2 separate regions of the Mus musculus genome follow, and region 2 is linked to region 1. Evidence: chromatin contacts called from public Hi-C data. All regions are on one chromosome and are shown on one strand. The core of a region is the stretch at or near the end of the contact, and the rest is flanking DNA. Distances in the headings are between cores, read along the strand shown.

Region 1 (6,692 bases), core at 2,348-4,847:
GGAAGAAGTCTCTTCCCAGACACTCAACAAGCTGGTATCTTGGTCTTGAATTTCTTAGCCACCAAAACTGTGAGGAATATCGGCATGGTTTGTAAGTCTCCTAGTTTTTGTTATAGTAGTCCAAACAATCTAGGACATATATTTGGGGGTGGGGGGTTCTAAAAATTAAATGAAGTAATTCACGGGCCTCTGTTAGGACTGTGCCTGGAACTTGCAATCTCTATTACATATTATTGATATCTGCTACATATCCATGATAGTAGATCCTGATAGTGATGGTATATAATTAAACTGAACAGATGTATTCCTATGTATGATATTAGATATTTATGGTTATTTTTCTGTTTTTAAATATAAACTTACAAACTAAGTCATGTTGGTCATGATGTAATTCAGGAAGCTAAGTTAGGGCACTGTCATGAGCTCTAGGCTAAACTGGACTCTATGGGGAGTTCTAGGCCAGTCCAGATTGTAGAGTAAAGCACTGTTTCAGAAAACACAACAAAATAAGCCATCTTGTAGTTTGTGGTATAGAGATAAAAGCCAAGCAGTGAGTTTAAAACTTTGGGCTCGTTAGATGGCTTACAAGATAAAGGTAAGTACTACCTTTATGCCTGGCAACTTGAGTTTAATATATGAAACCCAAGTAGTAGAAAGAGAGGAGAGTCTTCCCCCAAATGCCTCTGACTTCTACATGTGAGCCAAGCATGTCTGTGTTCATGTATGTACACATACAATCACAAACAAAGTGAACAAAATTAAAAGTAATAAAAAGACTCAATGTTGAAGTAATAATAATATATCTAAGTTATCTTACAGGCCTTGATTATTGATGGTTCTTTCCAGTATCCACGCGTGTGGAAGGCACACCGAGGCCAGTCTAAGCTACAAAGGGAGACTGTCTCAAAAATATCATCTTACAAAAATTCAACACTTCCTAGACATATTTTTGGCTAATTGTCCCAACTGAGAAGTCCTGTATGAAATGTCCTTGTCCAAGGCACAGCAGCCCTGAATCACTCTGCAAGGTTTCTAGGCCTTTATTCTGGGATCCTCCTGACAGAAAAAAAAAAAAAAAAAAAAAAAAAAAAGCCAAATCAGCTTTCCCCCTCTAGCAGTGAAGAATCTCTGATACAGCACAGCTCAGGGCCAAGCCAGCAGTTTTTAGATACCATTTGGAAATATCCAGTAGAGCAAATGTCAAGCCTTGTCACCTGATCTGGAGTTTTTGGGACAGAGGTTTCTGCTGTAGTCTTTCAGCTAACAAAACTCAGGGTTAGCAATAGCAATTGAAACGTTAAGTGACAATAGAGTATAATTGGTGTGTCAAAAGGCTCTGTTTAAAAAAAAAAAAAAAACAGTTCTGTTTGATCTGTTTAAAGAATTAATGGCCTCATTTTAAAGACAAGGAAACTGAGGTTCAGAGAGGAAACTTGATCCAAGTCTGTGGCTCTAAAGGACCCAAGCTTTCCTTCCCTGTGAGCACAACAGGATCTCTTTCAGATTAATCAGCATGTTTTACTGCTCACTGCTAGGCACTGGAACATAGAGCTGGGTGAAATAGACAGGCAGGGGTATTAATCACAAGTTCTAGTCCTGAGGTTGCTGAGTGCCCAGGAGAAGTAATTAAGTCATGTGGGTGGTTCATTTTATTTGTAGTACTTATGTCTAAAAGCCATCATTAATCCTTTTAGGAAGAGGCAGGGGTTGATAGATCAGGGTTATAAACAAAGGCCGGTAGGGAACTAGGGAGGGATTAACTCCCACTCAGAAATCCAAGTCCTAGAGGATGTGGCATTTTGGTTGGGGCTGAGGAACCAAAAGAATACAGGGGAGGGACACACCATGTCCACTCCCTTCCTAAAGGCAAGTAAAAATAGAACTATGGTCAATTCTTGCTAAATATTTGTCTTTAGAACAGTTACATGGCCCTCTCATTTAGTCCCTTATTTCTTACATAGGTAGGCCTCTAAAGACACACCCAGAAACAACCTCACATTGAAAAACAGAAAATTCACACAAAACACACACCAGTGTGCATGCATTAATATCTTAAACATATCACATGAAAATACAAGTTCTTATATTTGCAGACTCACACATACAATCTTCACAGAGAGACTTACAAATGTGTTTATGCTTTCATACACAAGCTCCAACATATCCTCTCCCCACCCACTACTCACTCAGGCAAATAAATGCATGCTTTTGTTAACACACAGGAGTTCACACACAAATCTCATCCTGCCTGTCTGGTTAGAGGAGAATGACTAATGGGAAATCATGCACAAAGGCAAGCATCCTAGGAGAGGCCACGACTGGGTTTACAGTGAGGCTGTTGGGATGGAATTAAGCCATCAGATGACAAACTTGTCCTGCCAGATTGCACCTAAAAGTTGCTCAGCTGAGGCTACCATGTCCCGCAGCGCTGGATCCTGGGTGATGGTGCAAGTTTGCCTGCCTGATTTCCAACTTCCTCCAGAGTTTAATGTCATCCAGGGTCAAGCTCTGTTATCAGCCCAACCCCAATGCAGGCAACAGGCAGGAATCTCTGGGGACTCAGAGGCAATGCGGGCTGCTTTCCAACCTTAGGCTTGTCCTGACATAGTGCAACCCCAAGTGGTTAGCATTAATGACGGTTTACAACCGTGGGCCAAGCATTGGGTTAAACCCTTCAAGTACATGATTTCATTTTCACAACTCTGTGAGGGGGATGGGGTGTGCCCTCTCATCTCACCATTTACGTGGTTAAGAAAACTGCTTGAGCCACAAAACCACTCAGCAAGAGAGACAAGGAGCTGAAATTCAACCTGGTCATATTCTATTCTTTCCGAGGTTCTGAGCATAAACTGTGCATGCCAGTTTGTCTCCTCCACACCCTCTTGTGCTCAGGATGGGGCTCCAGGCCGTCCCATCTGGCTTAGTGCAGGCCCATGCCATCAGCAGGTGCTTAGTGGGGGCACAGAAGTTGGCTTGCTGAAGCCATCAGCAAGAGCTTTAATTTCCCCATCTCTGAAATGGGGTTGACAGTGTTGATACCGCAGGGCCAAGGCCGGCTGTCTTGAGCAACAGAGTGAGAGCCGAGCTCCATCTAATATATTAGCTGCCACCACCCTCGCCCGTCGCGGGGATGTAACCCAGCCCCCGCCCGAGTCCGGGTGCGGTTCCGGCGCCCCCATTGTTCAGAAGGGTGGAGACGCTGTCCACAGGGGACTCCCCGCCCCGGGTCCAGCTCGCAGCCCAGTGGAACAGATGATTTGGCCTGGAATCTGCCGCGCGGGCCGCGTCCTTTGTCTGCTCGGCGGCGTTGGATGCCCAAGGCCCGCGCCCCGCTCTGTGGGTAGACAAAGCCGGAGCCGCAGCGAACCCAGCCGGCTCCAACACCTCTCGCGCCTCCCGACGTCCCGCCCTCTTCCCTTGGAGTCCTCTGATTGGTCTGCGCCGTTACAAAGAGGCCGGGGAGCGGGCGGATCACGTGGGCCAACGCGGCTTCCGATTGGCCAGGCTTCGCTGCCTATCGAGGAGGGCGGGCAGTGCGCGCTCCGCCCAGTCGCTCCCTCCGCGTTGAGGCCCGCCCGCGGGGCCGGCCGCCTGTCAGAGGGAGGTGGCGATGGTGCTCTTGGTGGCGGCAGCGGCGGCAACGCTTTCCTTGGTCGGACGGCAGGGAGGAGAAGATGACTGACCGATCGACTGGATGAATGAATGAATGGCGGAGCCGAGCGCGCCATGAGGAGCCTGCCGAGCCTGGGCGGCCTCGCCCTGTTGTGCTGCGCGGCCGCCGCAGCCGCTTCCACAGCCTCGGCAGGGAATGTCACCGGTGGCGGCGGGGCCGAGGGGCAGGTGGTCCCGTCGCCCAGCCCGGGGCTTCGGGACCAAGCCAGCAGCCCCTTCCCTAAGACCGCGGCTCCCACCGCGCAGGCCCCGCGGACCGGTCCCCCGCGCACCACAGTCCGCAAAACCGGGGCTACAACCCCGTCAGCCGGCTCCCCGGAGATCATTCCTCCTCTTCGCACCAGCGCACAACCCGCTGCCACCCCCTTCCCGGCTCTGGACCTCTCGCCCGCCACCCCTTCGGAGGACGGACACACTCCCACCACGGAATCACCACCCTCCAGACCCGCGCCCACCACCCTTGCGAGCACAGTTGGCCAGCCGCCGACCACCTCTGTAGTCACCACCGCTCAGGCTTCCAGCACTCCAGGGACCCCAACTGCCGAGTCCCCGGACAGAAGCAGCAACAGTAGCGGAGTCCCGCCCACCGCACCTGTCACCGAAGCCCCTACTTCTCCTCCCCCAGGTGAGTCCTCTGGACCTTCCCCCAGGCACTGCCTATTTACACACCGGCCTCGTCACCCTGGCCGCTTCTTGCCCAAGAGCTTCCCAAGGGAAGATCCGAGCTCCAGTTAAAGTAAACCCCCAATCCCTCCAAATCTAGAAAGTCTTTTGTCCCCCAACCTGGTGCCATGCTCCATCCAGAGGGAGCTGCTGCTATATGGAAGGCTTAGGGTCTCTTCCTAAAACAGGGTTTTCTGGCCTTTGTCAGAGTCCCAGAATGGACACAAACTTTTGTATTGGATCCGCCCAGAAGGCCACCCTACCTGGGATATTTGGGGGAAAGTTTGAAAGCTAGGATGGTGCTTTATCAATGCGCAGGTAAAAACCTTTACGGGATTCCCCCAGATGAACAATGTAGTTTGCTTACAAACAGAAACGGCATTGTAGTCCGTGTTTTCTCTGCAAATAAGTAGATTTTATAGGTCATTTGGGACAGGTGTGTATCTAGGTTGAGCAAGTTTATAAATTAGGTTAAATCCCTTCCTTGCACCACTTCATTCTGTCTCAGTTCCAAGGTCAGTAATTGAGCAAATGCCATTTGAGCAGGGATGCCCATCTTTGCCCCTTTTTAAAGTAGGATGTTCATTACTGCTGATGCTGACATGCCAATTTCTGTTTGAACTCACAATAGGAAATGCAGCTCTTCTGCTGGTGAAAGTGTTCAAGCAAAGTTAAGATACAACTGCTGTTCTTTCACCCTTTTGCATCTTAAATAGGCCAGGAACTCAACCAATAAGGCCTACGTCTTTAAGAAATTCAGCAAGTTTTCTGAGATCTTTTGCTTTGCATTGGGGTGGAGATTTGCCCAGAGCACTTACTTGTCTAGCTTGATCTGATTGTTGACCTAATTCTTAGGCTCAGTGGTTTACTGTGGAGTCAGGTATGAAGTTTGGACTATAATTGAGTTGGTAGAAGATTTTCCCAGATGGTTAAGCCTTGAATCGTATGTTGGAGCTTGGCAAAGGCACAAGTAGGAATGCAGATTATTCACCCCCAAAAGCCACATTTGGATCTCTTTTAGCTTCAAGGAATGTACTAACTAGCTAGTTTTTAAACCTTTCATGCTTTTTAGCTTTTTATAAAGAGAGATTGACATATTACTAAAAGTTAGACTAGTACCTAAGTCTAGACTCTCGAGTCCATTTTTAGGTTTGAATTCCATCTTATTGCCCCCCTTTGTCAACATAAGTATGGACAGGTTCTTGTGATCTTACTTTCTTCAACCTTCAGATGCAGGTTATCATAGTCCTTATAGGTTTGCTGTGCAAATTATGTAGAATGGACTGAGTGTGTATACTACACATGTACTGAGGAAGCAAATACAAGAGGATCAGGAGTTCAAAGCCAGCCTAGGCTACATAATACATTTAATACAACCTGGAGTGAATGGCAAGACTCAAGAAAGAAAGAAAAACAGTAGAGAGAGGTTAGGAGAAGAGAGAAGAAAATTCACTAAGTCAATGTATACCTAACTAGTGCTTAGAATAGTTCCTGTGCTTGATAAGCACCTGTGTGTTGTGTTTTATTTATGACCAGCTCTGTTTTCTGATTCGAAAAATATGGAGAAGCCAAGTGGGGATTTGTGACTTCTATACCTTGTTTTAGTAAATAGAAAAAGGATGAGTTAGAATGTCTGGAGTTTTAAGCACATAATATTTAACTAGCAATTGCTTCCTTTTGATAGTATCTGATAAACATACAGTTAATGTCATTTCACTTTTGACATTTTAAGAACACAAAGATAATCCTTATTGCCAAAAAAGATAATCAGAAACCTAAAAGAAAATGACAACAGTCATTCCTCCACTGCTCTCTAGTTCTGGTTCCTAGTGGACCTAGAGGTTACTCCTCATAGCAGTTTGTTCCATCTTAAAAGTTTTCTTTCTGGGCATATATCAACACAGTTGTATTTTCAAATAAGCTTTAGGGCTCAGGGGTAGAAACTTGTTTAATATGAATAATCACCATCAAAACTTAACTAGTTAGTAATTTGTAAAATTAAAATGGAAATATATATATATATATTTCCATCTTGATATAGTCACTTAACTATGTAACATAATTTTTAATTTTTAAAAAATTTTTTTCATGTAAGTACCTTGGTTCTGCCTGTATTCCTTCCAATAGTATTTTTCATTGTAAATATGGACAGAGAAAGTGGACTTGTTTAACCAGTTTGTTATTAATTCATTTAACAGTTCCATATATATATATATATATATATATATTGCTTTGAAAAGCACAGAGAATTCATCATGTATTTATTATATTCTCTGATAGTTTGATACCAAATCAGCACTTAGAATTTAAATCAATTTTAAGTGAAACCAAACTGGGTTCATGGATATTTACCATTT
Region 2 (6,692 bases), core at 2,471-4,970, 43 kb before region 1:
ATGCTAGAGCAATGGTAGAACAAATCTTATCAGAGTAACCAACCAATAACTGGTTTTACTTAAAGCCTACTGCATGAGATGGAATCCATATCTCAGGTGACCAAGGGCCAAACTCCAGAGAGGCCAGGGATCTAGGGTAAAACCACTGGCCTAAAAAAGAAAAGATAATTATAAAATATAAAGGTAATGATATTCATAGATCTTGGATAGTCATCATAAGAGAAGCTTCCTCCTGCAGCAGATGGGAACAAATACAGAGATGCACAATCAGAGATTACATAGTTAGTGAGAGACCTTGTAATACACATCTGTAAATTGGAGATCTCCATTAAATTCCTCCCCTCAGAGCTCAGGCATTCCAGGATGAGGGTGCAGAAAGTGTGTCAGAGCCAGGGTGGGTAAAGGACACCAAGAAAACAAAGAACTCTAAATCAACATGAGGCAAAGCTCTTATGAACTCACAGAGACTGAGAAAGCATGCACAGGGTCTACACAGGTCTGCCCCATTTTTTCACATTTATTTTATGGCTTCCAGTTTAGTGTCTTCATGGGTACCTAAGGGGACAATTGAGAGGGACTCTGATTCTTGTGCCTTCTCTTTGACTCATTTCTTTTTATTGGTTTATCTGGTTCAACTTTGAGGTGTTGGGGTCTTTTATTTGTCATGTTTTATTTTGTTATATTTTAAGATTATCTCTTAGAAGCCTATTATTTTCTAATGAGAGACTGAGAAGAAGTGGATCTGGATGGAAGGAAAAGTGGGAAAGAACTAGGAGGAATAGAGGTGGTAAAAACCATAATCAGAAAATATCCCGTGAGAAAAGAATCTAATTTCAATAAAAAGAAAGAAAAGTAGGTTGGTACAATGATCTCTTTGGCCGTTGTCCACTGTCACCCCTTGAGAGTGTTCCATTTTACTCTTTAATCAATCCTGTCTTCCATATTAAAAAAATACTTCATTTAGTATTCCGATTATAACTCCATATCATTGTAAAGCAAATATACCTAGTCAGATCTCAGCTCTACATACATTTGTATCAAAGCAAATATGAAAGAAGTTGTAAAGTTCATGTTGTAGAGTGACCTAAAATAAATCTTATTGAACAGTGACAAAGAAAAGAAAGGAAAATCCATTTTCAATGTTAAGGAAAAGGGTCAAGCTGGTTGAGCTTTAATTATTATATATGAGCTATAAGGTGAAAATAAAGCAAAAGTATAACCTAGAATATCTAACAGAAAGACTGGATATATTTTTACTTTTTAATTTTAATGTTATTATTTCTGGGGGGGAATAGGGATTGGATGGAAGGGTGTTTGTTGGTGTGTATGTGCACACTTGGTGCAAGTGTATGGCAAATGCTATGTGACTTTGTTCTCAACACTACCACGTGCACACAGAACTCTGTCCTTCCAAGGCAATATCCCCAGTGGATCTGGAATAAAGTATACACTGAATATACATAAGATATACATTCTACCTCCCTGTGGAGAAGTGGCTTCAGGTCGACAGTGTTACATATAATGCATGGTTTGTTTTATTTTTGTGTCTAATCCTAAATTCTAATTTAAATTTTTTTCTTGGGTCCTCTGGAACTGGGGTTACAGGTTGCTGTGTGTTATCATATGGTTGCTGAAAACTGAACGCAGATGCTCACATGAGCAACAAGTGCTCATAAACTGGTGATCCATCTCTCCAGATCCCTAATTCTAAATTACAGAAAACAAACGCTCTTGAAATCTTCCATTGCTCACCATCCCTTCCTCTTGCACCTTTTCCTGCTTTATGGATCATTTCATTCTTTCAACTAGAATTTTTTTTACTAGAATCCCATGATATTATTTCACAGACCCCAGCAGAAGTGCAACTACATCTTCACAAATGACAGCACCCTTCTCCTTGCCTTGCCCGTGACCATCTCAGAACAGTTCTCTTTGCCCATCTCTGCTCCAACGGTGCCTGTGATATGGATCCTTGCCACAAGATGGCAGAGACTTGCTTTCAGAGGAAGGAGTTCTTGAGTCTCTTAACCTGATGACACTGGGCATAGGGGATATTTTTCCTCCCAACATTAGCACCTAGCAGGACCCTGTCCCGCACCCTAGTGTGAATTTTGAGGTAGTCAGGAACAGCACTTGGTTTCATGTCTGCCAGCTACAAACTGGGTCAGGGAGTTTTCTGTTTAAAAGCTCATGCTAAGAAAGGCTTAGGACAACACTCCGGTCCCCAAACACCCAGAGTAGTCACTGGCCAGTTGACCAAGACTTCATTGACTTGAACCTGTGTACAAATGATCGTCGCTGGTGGATACCTCACATTTCTGGAGACTCCAGCAAGATCCCCACAGACCAGACTTCAAGATACCAGTGGTCTTGAAGCCCTTATGTGAGGGAAAGACTGTGTTGCTTGAGACTCCTAAGGGGTGTACAACCTGAGATGTTACAGGGCCCTGGGCCTCCATTTAATCAATCCCTGCCTATAGCTTGACAAAATTCATTACTCCCATCCCCAAAAGGAAAAAAATTGAATGTCACCTCATCTATCACCATCAGAGGTAAGTCTGGTTGTGGTGCCTTCTGTTTAATACAAAGAATTAGCCAGACACAACTGCTGATCCAATGTCCAGGATCCATGTGGAAAGTCATCAAATTCCACTGGCCTTTTCCACCACTGTATGGTGGCCACTACTGGTTGTCCTTAATATGTATTTCTTCATGTTTCTGTCAGTTTTGTTGGTTAGATAAACTGAACTAAATTGGAAGTGGTAGTGAGCTGCCCTAGAAACTTGGACTCTACTGCCCCAAGCACAGCACACAATTTTCTGCCGACTCAAGAGTCATGCTAAGCAGCTCACCTGCGCTGTGTTCCCCCACTTTTCTGGCAGTGATTATGGCTGTTGCTACTACTATTGCAATGGTCATGTCAGACTTGTTTCCCAAGCAGTGACAGCCAGAGGGGACCACAGCACTCCAAGGGAAGGTTTTGAAGGACAGATATGACCTTTGTTTCTTTCATAAAAAAAATGCCAAACATATAAAATTGATTGGTCTTCTTTTGGAGTCAGGTAGCCCAGTGACAATTCAGGCCATCTAGATTTCAATGACTGCAAGACCCCAGCCATATTGACAAGTTTTGCTGTATTGATCAGTGGCTTTCTTTGGTGAGAGAGACCACTTGGCTGAAGACCTATGCCCCTCCTTTCGGAAACCCTAATTGCCTGTGGCTCAGCCAGGTCACCCAGAGAAACACAAACCACCCACCTGTTCTCTCAGCCACACCCTCCTAAGCCCAAAGCACTGTCTGGAAGCTCGGACTCTAAGCAGCTGGCTGTGCCAGGGGAAGGGGAAAGTAGTTCCTCTGGCTGGAACCCAGGGGAGAAGAGGAAGTTTCTCATCTTCCCCTTTCATGGTTTCTTTTCAACCTTTCTTTTCAACCAATGATTTATATAATTAGAAAACTCAGAACCTATCATTCTCCACAAAGAGTAGACAAGCTGCCCCTGAGCTGAGCCAAGGTATTGTTGCCGGACAGGGCAGCTCAGATAGAATGGATCTTCTCTTCTGCCTGAACTGACTGGAACCCCAACACTGACCAAGGTAAGGATGCTTTGGAAAATTTTTGCCAGATCCATTTTTAGAAGGAATAAATATAGGTTTTAGAAAACATTGCTTTCGTTAAGCAGTCAGCCCCACATATTAGAAAAGCAAAAGAAAACAATTTAGAAGGGTTTGAGAATATAAATCGGTTCCATCTGGTGATTGCTTAAAAGGTTTACAATAACCATGACTCTGTAGAATGAAAACAAAACAAAAGACAAAAGAGATCCCAGTTGGGGAAGCCAGAGACACTAGAAACAGCAGAGGAAAGACGGACATCCTGTCCTATGTATGGAAGTGACTGCAGAGGGGTCCTTGCTCAGGTACTTAGACCTTGGAAGAATCCAGTGGCTTATTTGTACAGAAGATTTGAGCCTATTTCTGCTAGTTGACCAGTTTATTTGTGGGCAGTTGCCACTACATTCACATTAATTTAAAAACAAACAACAAACAAACCTTACTGACCCTAACCATTCCGCACTTTGGTGAGGGGATACAATGCCCATATAATGCATTATCAGGCACTTCTCTTAGACCAGCCACATATCCAATTTTTCAAAACTTTACCATCACCCCAGCCAGCCTGCTTTCAGATGATGACCCAACAGAGCAATCCCAATACAATAGCCAAATTAGGATCTTCAGATTCCATTGACCAGATGAGCGACACAGCAGGGATTCTGTGATGATTAACTGGATGCAGACAAGGTCCCCTGGCATAACAACACAATGAGAGGAAATGTGCTCCAGATGCTTCACTGGCCAGTCTGACTCAAGGAAGCAAGAACTTATAGGTCAGCTTGTCACAGGTGCTGGCAATGCAGAAGTACTTGTGGCCAGCAGCTTCAACCACCACTTCAGGGAGGGCCCCATTCCAGACTGTTGCTACCCCTGCAACTGCAGAAACTGCATCATCTACTCTGGGGTTGGCAGGCCAAGAGCCTCCTGCCTCTGCTCAATCCAAGAGACCTGAAATCATACTGTATGGGGAGCGTTTTTTGCTCAAGATGAATTCAGGTATGCTGAGGCCAAAGTTGTTACCTTGGACTGTGTCTTAGGGTGTGATGAAATTACATGACCAAAAAGCAAGCTGGGGAAGAAAGGGTTCATGTGGTTTATACTTCCATAATGCGGTTCATCATCAAAAAAGTCAGGACCACAACTCAAGCAGGCTAGAGACCTGAAAACCATAGAGGAATGTTGCTTGCTGCCTTGTTCTATATGGCTTGGTCAGCCTGCTTTCTTATTAAAAAAAACAAAACAAAACAAAACAAAACATTTAAGGCATTTAAATTTAAGGCATTTAACTTAACAAAACATTTAAGAAAAATGCCTTACAATCAGATCTTATGTGGGGCAATTTCTCAGTTGAGGTTCCCTCCTTTCAGATAACTCATCTTGTGTCAACCTGACACAAGATTAGCCAGCACAGACTGGCTGGTGGGGGCCCAATCCCTCAGTCAAGGGATTTCAACACAAAGGGCTGAGCTTCTGGCATTTCCTGAGCACTTTGCTGGTAAAAGGACAAAAGCTATCAGTGAATTCATGGGCAGTTGGTATGCATTTGCTATTGCCTATGGCCATAGGGCTTTCTTTATATAGAGAAGGGACTCCTCACCTCAGTCAGAAAAGAAATAAAAAACAAAACAAAACAAATATATATATGGCCCTACTAGAGACCATACATATGCCAAAAGAGGTAGCCACTGTTCACTGCAAAAGGCATCAAAAGGAGACCCACAGAGGCCCAAGAGAAAAGGGCAACAGACTTGGCCACCTGGAAGGCAGCACTAGAACCAATCAGGCCTCTGATTATCCTGACTGAACCTGGATTGCTCAAGAACCCAACCTATACACAAGAAAACAAGTAGGCAAAAGGGAGGGTGCCAACCAGAAGACAATGGATAGTAGTTCTTGCCAGATAAGACATTTGTACTCACTGCCATTATCATAAGATGAATGATTGCCAAACTCTATGAGGTCACATATCTGAGAGCAGCAAAAAATGAATGAGTTACTCAGACCCAGATATTCCAGATATTCCAGATGGACTAGATTTGGGCAACAGCTTGGTCTTTAAGGCCAAAGTTTCCCTAAATCTGGCAAAGGTCATAAATATTTATTGGAAACTACTTTGTACCTAGAGGCCACAAAGATCAGGACAAGTGTAGTGGTTAGAATAGGTTTGGTCTCATAGATTGATGTGTTGGAATGCTTCACCAGCTGGAAGTGAAATTATTTGGAAGTGTGGCCTTCTTGGAGGAAGTGTGTCACTATGGAGGTGGGCTTTAACATTCCTAAGCTCAAGCTCTACTCAGTGCAGAAGTAGTCTTCTCCTGGCTACTTTCAGATCAAGATGTAGAACTCTCAGCTCCTTCTCCAACACCATGGCTGCCTGAACACTGTCATGCTTCTTGCCATTAAAATAATCAACCAAACCTCTGAAACTGTAAACCAGTCCCAATTAAATGTCCTTTATCAAAGTTTCCTTGGTCATTGTGTCTCTTCACAGCAATGGGAACCCTAACTAAGACAACAGGTAACCTAAGTATTTTCTTGAGACAAAAAAACAATTGAGCCAAGTTTCCACATTTTGCCCATCTTGAGGACCAGGTACATCCCATATCAAGATATTCATAAAGTAAAAATTACTACTCCCTCTTCAAGACCTTACAGACCCTGCAACAGGCCAAGAGGACTATTCATCAGACAGTTCAAGAAGCTGTGCTTTTTCCCATGTCTGAGTCTGCCCATAAGTTCCAGCCTGGCAACTTTGTATAGGTAAAGAGAATCTCTCTTGAACATGGAACCATCATAAAAAGTCTTATAACCTGTGGTATTTATCACCCCTACCACATGGACCTACCACTTCAAGGTAATGAAGACACAGAATATAATAACAGATGGGTTGTCACCATGTCCTCCAATGCCCTAATTATAAGACTGAAGCAAAATGTATAACTATGGTTGTGTTTTTTTGTCATTCCATAAGGAAGGGCCCCAAATCCCTCATAAGCCAGGAGTTTTGGTGTGGGAATTAAGAAAGGCTGGAACTGGAGAGCTCATATACAATCTATCCACTGAATCCCACCTTCCAA

Evidence for each region. Hi-C and Micro-C count contacts between places; a contact is called where the count stands out from the background.
Region 2: a Hi-C map of neutrophils shows a contact between it and region 1, with 3 times the contacts expected there. The contact joins the enhancer-like site here to the promoter of Megf9 in region 1. A contact is called at or near these places in 3 of 39 promoter capture datasets (3T3-L1-derived adipocytes, the C10 cell line and neutrophils), 1 of 15 datasets of contacts at CTCF or cohesin (the NIH/3T3 cell line), 26 of 484 Hi-C or Micro-C datasets (ECoMG myeloid progenitors, Sertoli cells, bone marrow and 21 more), 7 of 115 datasets of contacts at active chromatin or transcription factors (the SCID.adh cell line, bone marrow-derived macrophages, embryonic stem cells and 2 more) and 2 of 9 other capture datasets (embryonic stem cells and pancreatic islet).

What each region holds. Positions count from the first base shown.
Region 1 is chr4:70,531,833-70,538,524 of GRCm38.p6, reverse strand. It overlaps Megf9 (multiple EGF-like-domains 9), which reads left to right and starts at 3,597. Exons shown (of 6, transcript NM_172694.2): 1 at 3,597-4,297. The coding sequence starts at 3,703.
Region 2 is chr4:70,575,144-70,581,835 of GRCm38.p6, reverse strand. No RefSeq gene overlaps it. Among named protein-coding and RNA genes, the nearest start is that of Megf9, 44 kb to the right of the region's middle. Within about 2 kb of position 3,720, at least 17 of the 459 cell types and tissues checked have an H3K27ac peak or open chromatin away from gene starts, as enhancers often do. A contact at or near this core is called in neural progenitor cells and neutrophils, where this site is marked.